Linked DNA regions of Mus musculus: all the other regions are linked to region 1. A link is a contact called in public HiChIP or PLAC-seq data. All regions are on one chromosome and are shown on one strand. The core of a region is the stretch at or near the end of the contact, and the rest is flanking DNA. Distances in the headings are between cores, read along the strand shown. Region 1 holds the start of 6330420H09Rik (RIKEN cDNA 6330420H09 gene). Region 2 has its middle 14 kb from the start of Gm51502. Region 3 has its middle 45 kb from the start of Gm51502.

Region 1 (2,687 bases), core at 122-2,621:
TGAAATGCCCAGGGATCAGACCCAGGCAGACAGTGAGGTCAGAAGTTATTCTCTTCTGTGAAGAGTACAAAAGACATTTTGTAAAAGCCAGGCCCAAAGAAGGAAAAGAAAGAAGTCATGCAGAGAGGCAACACATACAGAGACGTGCTTCATGCAAAATTTCAAATGGCTTGGTGACAGCTCTGAGAACCTGTCTGGGGATAATTTTATGGAAAAGCAGTCACAATGATATCAATTAGGAGAGCAAGAAGGATGCCTGCTCTGTCATTTCGGTGGGAGAATGGCTGTTGATTTTCCTTGGCATGCTCCTCACAGGCACTTTGAAGACCTTTCAGCTGAGAAGGGAAATCCACACAGTGACAGGTCCCCCACATGTTTCTCCCAGCGGTTACAACTCCATCTTTCATCCTTTGCTAAGTGGGGCGCTCAGAACATGTGTCAGTGCCGGCTGTGTCTCCTTTGAGGCCCCTTGGGTATCCTCGGGGTATCACTGAGCACAGCCCAGCATCCCCTTTCTTTGGCTTCCGGTTCCTCATCCATACAGTGGGAAGCCTTGCCTTCTCCGTGGAGCTTGGCCAAAAGAAAGCTGAAAAAACAAAACAAAACATACAAAAACCCGGAAAACAAAAAACAAGCAAACAAACAAAAAAACAAAAAACAAAAACACCCAAAGTCTAAAGCACCAATCAGGAAGATTCCGTTAGTCTCTGAGTTACAACTGAAAGGCCAGGTGGGTCAGAAAGTACATCTGTGCGAGAGAGCGAGTCCACAGTCACACAAGGTCACTCAAAATACATTTGCTACCTGGAAGGTAGGGAGTGACTGCGGTCCCCATACAAGCAGACCAAGTGCCTTTTCTAGCTACCAATATCCAAGGAAAACGTGAACAACCTAGAATCAACTGCCGTCTCAAACCAGAGGGGGGCGGGGGGAATGCCCACAACTCAATTAAACTATATCGGCACAATCCCCAAGATAAAACCAGATAGAAAAAAATTAGGGGTGGAGGGACAAATGTAGAATGCCGCATCTGTTTCTCAGGCCCCTCGGTACTAGAAGATCTGGCTGTGGTCTTCACTTTGTGCAGCAGAAGAGGGCAAACCTGCCTGCAAGTTGAAGCTCCCACGGGCAAGAGCAAGTGTCTTCACCGGTAAGTGCTGTTGTGGGCTGGTGGGGGCTAATACGCTATGAATAGAGATGTTTTAAATGTATTAAACATTGCCCCCCTCCTTTTTTTCCCCAAGATTACACTGACAGAGCCTTCCTTAAACATTATTTGAATAAAGCCTCATTACTCACAGTCCAAAGAAGTTCATTAGGAAGAGATGGCTTTGGAAAGGAATCAAGAAGCTTGCCTTTCTTCTCAGCAGTGAATTACATTAGCTACTTCCCAGTTATTTAAACCTTGAAATAAAAGATGTAAACGCCGCAGTGACATCTTAAGATCATTGCGGAGGCCGGTCTTGCATGCACAAAAATGCCCAGCTGGTCTACAGATAAAACAGATTGATAATTAGTTGCAAAATGTAACATTTCATCAAGAATATTTTGAATAATCCAATTTATCTTTGTCAGATATGCAGCACATATTTTTCTGGGGAGCAGCTTTGTTCTTTAACATAATATTATAATTTCAGGCTGCTAATGAAGGCGCCCGCCGGCCGGCCGGGCCTTGATGTGTGGCGTGGCGGGGAGCGCGCCGCGGCCCGGGGACCGGTGCGCCTGAGCTCGCCGCGCCCCGCTGCCGCCACCTGCCCGCCACAGTGTGGGCTGCGAGCTGCGGGCCTCGGGCCGCGGGCGATCAAAGGGCCGGCGGGCAGCGGGGAGGGCGCCCCTGGCGGGCAGAGCGGGCGGCGGCGGGCGGGGGGCTCCACCGACTTGGCTTCTAATTAACCGATGGAAAGGCGCCCTGGCAGCCCGGGTGGTGATCACAGAGGCAGGCATAGTTTGGTGCAAGCTAGCAGGACCCGGGGCTGTCCCTGCTGGGGTCTACTTGAAGAGGGAGGGGCAAGGACAGTTTGCTGATCATAGGACTCTCGGATGCAACTTGCTTCAAAAATACAGCCATCATGAATTCCCAATGCCTGTGACACCTAGGGTCCACATGCTGGTCCAGCCTTTGAGGTGTGGGGCATGGTTCCTGCTTGAAACCCCACATGAGAGAGAGTAACCATGCTCCCTTGTGGAGGCCCAGGCCTGTGCAAGAGGGAGTCTCCCCTTAACTGTGAAAGACCCCCTTGCTATTCTAAAGACCTTGGTTGTAGTGTCCAGAAATGAACTCAGACAGGCCTTTCTCCAGGGATCTTATTTCCCACAATTCCACCCGCGTGGCCAGAGGCCAGGTCTATACTGACTCAATTTGAAAGCCCCATTCCAAAAGATGCTGAAACTGGCAAGGCAGAGCAAACCTTCCTCTTAAGAATGTCCTTACCTATATTTGCTCAAATGGATCCCAGGTACAAACTCTGTGTGCAAAACCTTTATATCTCTTAGAAGTTATCATTTTAACTGCATGTGCAAGCCTGTTGCAGTTGGGCAATATTTTGTATTTTCTGTCTTAACACCAAAAATGAAGTCTCATAGCTCAGAAATTGGTTAATAACCTGTTCTGATACCCAAACTCCCCTGAGCAGTGTGTAATGGGCATTCATTAATGTGGCTCGTCTCTGTCCCCTGTGGTCTTCAGC
Region 2 (2,687 bases), core at 121-2,620, 180 kb before region 1:
GCACGAGGAACATGGGACACATTTGGCTCTTCTTTCCCACATCTCGCCCAGACTGCTCACGATATGCCAGCCTGGGGAGTCTGATTTCTTGGGTGACACCCTCAGCTTCTCCCTACGTGGTCTTTAGTTGTCTCAATTAACTGGGACAGTGGCTCACAAAACATGACAATCTGCCACTTTCCTAATATTTGCAAATACACATTTTACATGGCTGGCAAAGTTCAGAGGAAGGGATATGAAGCTATTGGGCCTCTCTGGACACCTCTAGTGAAGTTTTTGAGTGCTAACAAATTCTAATCTCTTGGGAGCTTTTGTTGTTGTTCGCTTGTTTGTTTATTTGGGGTTTGGGGAGGTTTTGTTTTGTTCTGTTGTGATGGGGTCTCTCAACATAGTTCTGGCTGTCCTGGAACTCGGATGTAGACCAGTTTGGGGTACTGTGATTAGAGATGTGTGCCACCACAGCCTGATCCTGGTAATTTTTTTAAAAATAAAAAACACAGTTATTTTCATTCCTTATGTTATCTGTTAGGCCACTACCATCTAAAATCCAAAATCTAAAGACGTGAGAAATATAATAAAATAATAGAGAAGTCAGTCAGATTCAAATTTGAGGAAGTGATGGGTCTAGCCCTTGTCACTTCTGGGCAGATGATGTCATAGAGAAGTCCACCTGAGTGGCAACTCAAGAAAGCTGCTTTCCTGGTGCTTCCTGTTCAACTTGCAGTCAGATGGGCCAGTTGCTGTTTGCATAAGCCCTTGGGAGGGGCCTTATCAGTCTTGCAAATTTTGGAAGGTTCTAGAGCCTTGTTTTGTTTACTTCCTGAGTATTGGGAGTCCCACTTCAGGATAGAACATTCCAATCTGATGGAAATAGCTAAGGAACAGAAGGTGATCCCAGTAGAACCTTCCTATGAATTTCGTGAAGCTTAGGTTGGGGTATCATACTAAGCTAAGAACACAACAAGGAGCAGAAAGCAAAGGAATATGTGTATATAATTACAAATCTGGGGTATCAGACAGCAGCCACTAGTTGAGACTCCCTGTTATCTAAGTTAGGACTGGAGCTGAGAGAAAAGGGAAAGGGCTTTTAGCCTCTGGGCCAGTTCAGAGAATTGGGGTTTTTCTTCACTTAAAAGTCTTTCTGCTCTAAAGGGGGTGTCTATAGACATACAGCCTCCCTTCTGTCCAGCATGTGGGATCGTTCTCCGTTGTTCATTCGGAATATTTGAGATTAGATTTTTTTTTAAAGAAACGTCGTTCATTCAGCTCATAGTTCCAGAGCTCAATGTGGGGTGTGGTCCGGCTGCATAGCTTCTGCAGAGAGCCTCAACTGCTCAGGTCACAGCACAAAGGTACAGAAGAAGTAGGTGGGCATAGTTGTTTGAATAAGAATTATCCTATTGCTTCTCCTATTTGAATGCTTACTCATCAGGGAGTGGTTTGAGGATTGGGAGGTGTGGCCTTGTTGGAGGGAGCATTTCACTGGGGTGGACTTTGAGGTTTCAAAAAAATCCCACAGTAGGCCCAGGGTCTTCTTTCTCTCTGCCTGCAGATCAGGATGTAATTCTCAGTGGCTGCCCTAGTGCCATGATTGACAACTTGTTCGTGCCATGCCTTTGCCAGGATGATAATGGACTAAACATCTGAGCCTGTAAGCAAGCCCCTAGTTAAATGCTTTCTTTACCTTGGTCAGAGTGTCTTTCCACATCGATAGTACAGTGGGCCCGTGTGAAAAACGAGGAGGAAGCAGAGGAGCTCAGCTTCTTTAGAACAGTAAGCTCTTTGGAGGGCAAACTCGTTGCTGTTAGAATGGATCTGGGTTCTTGGATGACATTTATCCTTCTTCAAGGCCTCACTACACAGTACAACTCCATGAAGGATGTCATTCTAAAATGAGTTTCAGACCACAGCCAAGTCATATCTTTAGAGGCCAGTAGGGATATATGTAATCAAGGGTTGACAATGAAGCTTCAGTTGTTACACGGCCATAGAGCTAGATACTCCATTTCAAAAGCAGTCCTGTTTCTGCATCTGGAGCTGGGGCTAAATCCCCATGGGCCAAACAATTGGGAAGGGAAGGTGGTCACAAATAAAAGAAGGCCTGGCGTTCTCAAACTTCGGAAGCTGATCTAGAACTCTTGGGATGAAGTGAAGTCCAGTGCTTTATAACCATATCATGTCTTCCAGTTTTGACTTAAAGACTTCATCTTCAATGAGTACATCCACCAAGTCTCTAGTTAGCATGGGATCCATGAATCAGAGATGCTGAAAGAAAACAATGGGTCAGAGTAGACAGGAACCCTCATCCCCTCAGAAACGATGCTGGAAGTGTTTCAGATGCCTTTCTTCCCAAGATCAGCACAGACTATGTGGCCCACACACTTGAAGGGCACTTGGAGTTCAACTCTGTGAAGTAAGAAATATTCTTATCCCTTTCTTTATCTATGAAAAGAAAAGCTAAAGGGTCCATCTTTAGTAGGATTCCACTCTAAAGGGTCTGCATTTGATAAGAGGCAGCTGGACAGGTCTTCTTTCCAGCTTCTAGGGAGTGTCATGGATGCAACTGTCCTTTCAGACCAATCCTGCCAAGCTAAGGGCCCAGTCCTCATCAAGAGAACACCCCTCCTCTTGGCCCATAACTGACATCCATGGTCCTGAAGTTACCTCCACTCTGCATGCTTGACTGT
Region 3 (2,687 bases), core at 159-2,658, 150 kb before region 1:
TCTCATACGTAGCTCAAGAATTCCGGGATGTAGCTCACCTGATACAGTGCTTGCCCAGAACTTCATAAACCAGGCATAGTGGTGCATAACTGTAATCCTAGTACTCAAGAGGTGGAGACAGGGGGATTAGAAGCTCAAGGCCATCTTCAAACACATAGTTTGAGGCCAGCCTGGGCTACAAAATACCCTCTCTAACTAATTCATTAGTCAATGAATTATTTTTTTTAAAGAATTGGCAACTGGTAAGCAAGGGAAAGAAAAATGTCTTTAATTTAGCATCCTTTGTCCATCACCTTAAGAAATAGAATTTACCTTGAACATTCTCAGCAGGCTCAACTGCATCCAAGCCTTTAGGCATCCTAAACCAAAATGGCTTAGAGTCATCCTTAAATGGAAATAAAAACATACAATGAAGCTCCGTACTAAATTAAATGCATGAAGACTGGTTTTGTGATTTTTAAAAGATCGGGGGAAATTAAATGTGAATTTTTGCATATAAAACAGTCCAACATTTGCAACTCCACAAAAACATTTTTAAATGAATTCATGGTTCCCAGTGGTGCCCAGCACCCCAAGGGTTTGGGTCCAATTTTTGCCCACTCAAAAATCCCATAATAGCTGCTTTGGAGGAATAAATGAATGGGGAGGTAGTGTGAGACATACCAGCACTGGTTTTTCCTCTTGGCCTCTCCCAGCTGGAAGTATTCTGGTGAAAAAAAAAATGGAAGCAAAACAATTCATTCCTTCTGCCCTCTACCTAGACAAGCTGCTCCTTCACCTTTCCTCACAAATAGAGCTTAAGGAAGCTGGATGAAGAGGGACCTGTGATCCATGAGCCCAATGGCTAGCAGAGAATATGAGTGGGCTTTGATGGGATTATGCCAGAAGAACTGGTCGGTTACCTTCTGTCTTCACACTCCTCAATTCTCTTACGTTCTCTTAAGAACAGAGCCTGTGGTAGGGAAGACCAGCTGCAGGTGGCTCCATACAGTCTCACCCCTTGCTGGGAAAGGCCAGTTCCAAGCACACAGCTGACCAAGAGGAAGGCAGCCTTGGGGAGTTCAGGTCCCTGCCCAGTTACTGCTGCAGTCTCGAGCACAACATTGAAACAGAAAAGGCGGGAGAGAGACGCAACCAGAGCAGTAACACATAACACACAAGTTCTGCCTCGCACCAAACTTTAATCTTTTCCCCCAGGCATCTACTCAAGCAGCATTATATTATTTAATTTTTTTTACTATTAATATTCTGCCCTCGATGTGCTGCAAAGCAACTTCATGCAAAGGGAGAATGGACTTAGCAGGAGGACTCATTTGTCTTCGGCACCTGGACTGTTGTAAATTAGAGTGCACCCGGTGTGGGGAGCAGGGCTATTTTAATCATTCCAATGTGCCCAGTGCGGGAGATGAACTCAAAAGTGAATATTAAAAGTAGTTGTGGAATTCAGTCGTTTCACGAGTGAGCACGAAATAGCCAAAGGCAAAACCGGAAGGCAGCTTCACTTCCAATCAGTGTTCCCATTTTATTGAAACCAGATTGGAATTCCTGGAAGGAAGCCTACAGATCACATCTTTAATGCTCATTTTCATACACTCCAGTAAAACTGTCAGGGTGAATCAGTTGTTGAAGAAGGCTTCCTGTATAATTTACAGACGTGCCTCCCTGCAGCCCATTATTTAGAGCTGAAACTGAAATCTGTTTTTGATCAAGCTCCGAGACTTCCTCTCACCTGCCCAGGTTTGCTGGACTCTAATTTGGCGATTAATGCTGGCCTTTCACACCACACTGCACCCTCAACACCAAGGACATTCATCCCCACACATGTAGCCGTGGGCTGGAAGGTGCCTGGGACCCGCTGGGATGCTAGAGTGAGTGGGAAGACAGGGCTTAGCATCCACCACATACAGGAACACCCGGGAGAATTATACCAATCACGGAGGGCTTCGGCAGGAAGCTGACTATGTGTGGCCAGAGCCCTCTGAAGTCCTGTTTCTTCAGCCCACTGCTGTGTCAACAAGTGAGTACAGTGGGGACAGAACACAGGGCAGAGGTCTTCAGCCCTCTGTACTCTAGAGTAGAGTTACTTGGGAACAGTCAAAGCAAGCTTCAATTTATACTAGAAAGCCCCATCTTCCAAGAAGGATGAGCTGACCAAACAGCCCTGGTGAGATATAAAGGAAGTGAGCAACAGCCCCATGGGAGTTGCCAATGTCTTCTTCCTTTTCTCCTCAGACTGTGCTGGTCTAAGAGACCTCTTTGGAGAGATAGGGTTGGCAGGCAACAGGCCAAAAAGGAAGACATCTGGGATGTTTGCTAGTACCTGGTTAATTATGTGGGGTGGAGACTGTGTGACAGGAGACCCAGCCACTCCCAGCCAGGCTCCTGGCCTCCATCCTTCTCATTCAAGTATCTAGACAAGTTAGAGAACTCAGATGAAGGATTTGGGATTTTAAACACACAGGTTACCTTTATTATTCTAAGCTCTTTCTTTATGGGATGGGAAAGCCAAACAGAAATGAAAATTATATGGTGGAAAAGAGCCCTGGGCATTTTTTCTCCAGAAATATCATAGCAGAACAGGAAACTAGGCCTTGCTAGTATCCTAATTCCAGTTCCAAGACAACACAGCCACTCAGCCTCATGCTCTTCATGTGCATCAGTGTACTGGGGTGATGGCCAAGTCAAGT

What was found. HiChIP or PLAC-seq counts read pairs in DNA pulled down with a chosen protein or histone mark.
Region 2: an H3K27ac HiChIP or PLAC-seq map of embryonic stem cells shows a contact between it and region 1, with 3 times the contacts expected there. The contact joins the enhancer-like site here to the promoter of 6330420H09Rik in region 1. A contact is called at or near these places in 9 of 484 Hi-C or Micro-C datasets (embryonic limb bud, granulosa cells, liver and 4 more) and 5 of 115 datasets of contacts at active chromatin or transcription factors (craniofacial prominence, embryonic basal ganglia, embryonic hindbrain and 2 more).
Region 3: a contact with region 1 is called in an H3K4me3 HiChIP or PLAC-seq map of craniofacial prominence, with 4 times the contacts expected there. The contact joins the enhancer-like site here to the promoter of 6330420H09Rik in region 1. A contact is called at or near these places in 7 of 484 Hi-C or Micro-C datasets (embryonic stem cells, nephron progenitors and palatal mesenchyme), 1 of 115 datasets of contacts at active chromatin or transcription factors (craniofacial prominence) and 1 of 9 other capture datasets (embryonic stem cells).

What each region holds. Positions count from the first base shown.
Region 1 is chr7:135,852,803-135,855,489 of GRCm38.p6, reverse strand. It overlaps 6330420H09Rik (RIKEN cDNA 6330420H09 gene), which reads right to left and starts at 1,371. Exons shown (of 2, transcript NR_166518.1): 1 at 1,300-1,371; 2 at 1-586.
Region 2 is chr7:136,032,449-136,035,135 of GRCm38.p6, reverse strand. No RefSeq gene overlaps it. Among named protein-coding and RNA genes, the nearest start is that of Gm51502, 14 kb to the left of the region's middle. Within about 2 kb of position 1,370, at least 6 of the 459 cell types and tissues checked have an H3K27ac peak or open chromatin away from gene starts, as enhancers often do. A contact at or near this core is called in embryonic stem cells, where this site is marked.
Region 3 is chr7:136,001,387-136,004,073 of GRCm38.p6, reverse strand. No RefSeq gene overlaps it. Among named protein-coding and RNA genes, the nearest start is that of Gm51502, 45 kb to the left of the region's middle. Within about 2 kb of position 1,408, at least 12 of the 459 cell types and tissues checked have an H3K27ac peak or open chromatin away from gene starts, as enhancers often do. A contact at or near this core is called in craniofacial prominence, where this site is marked.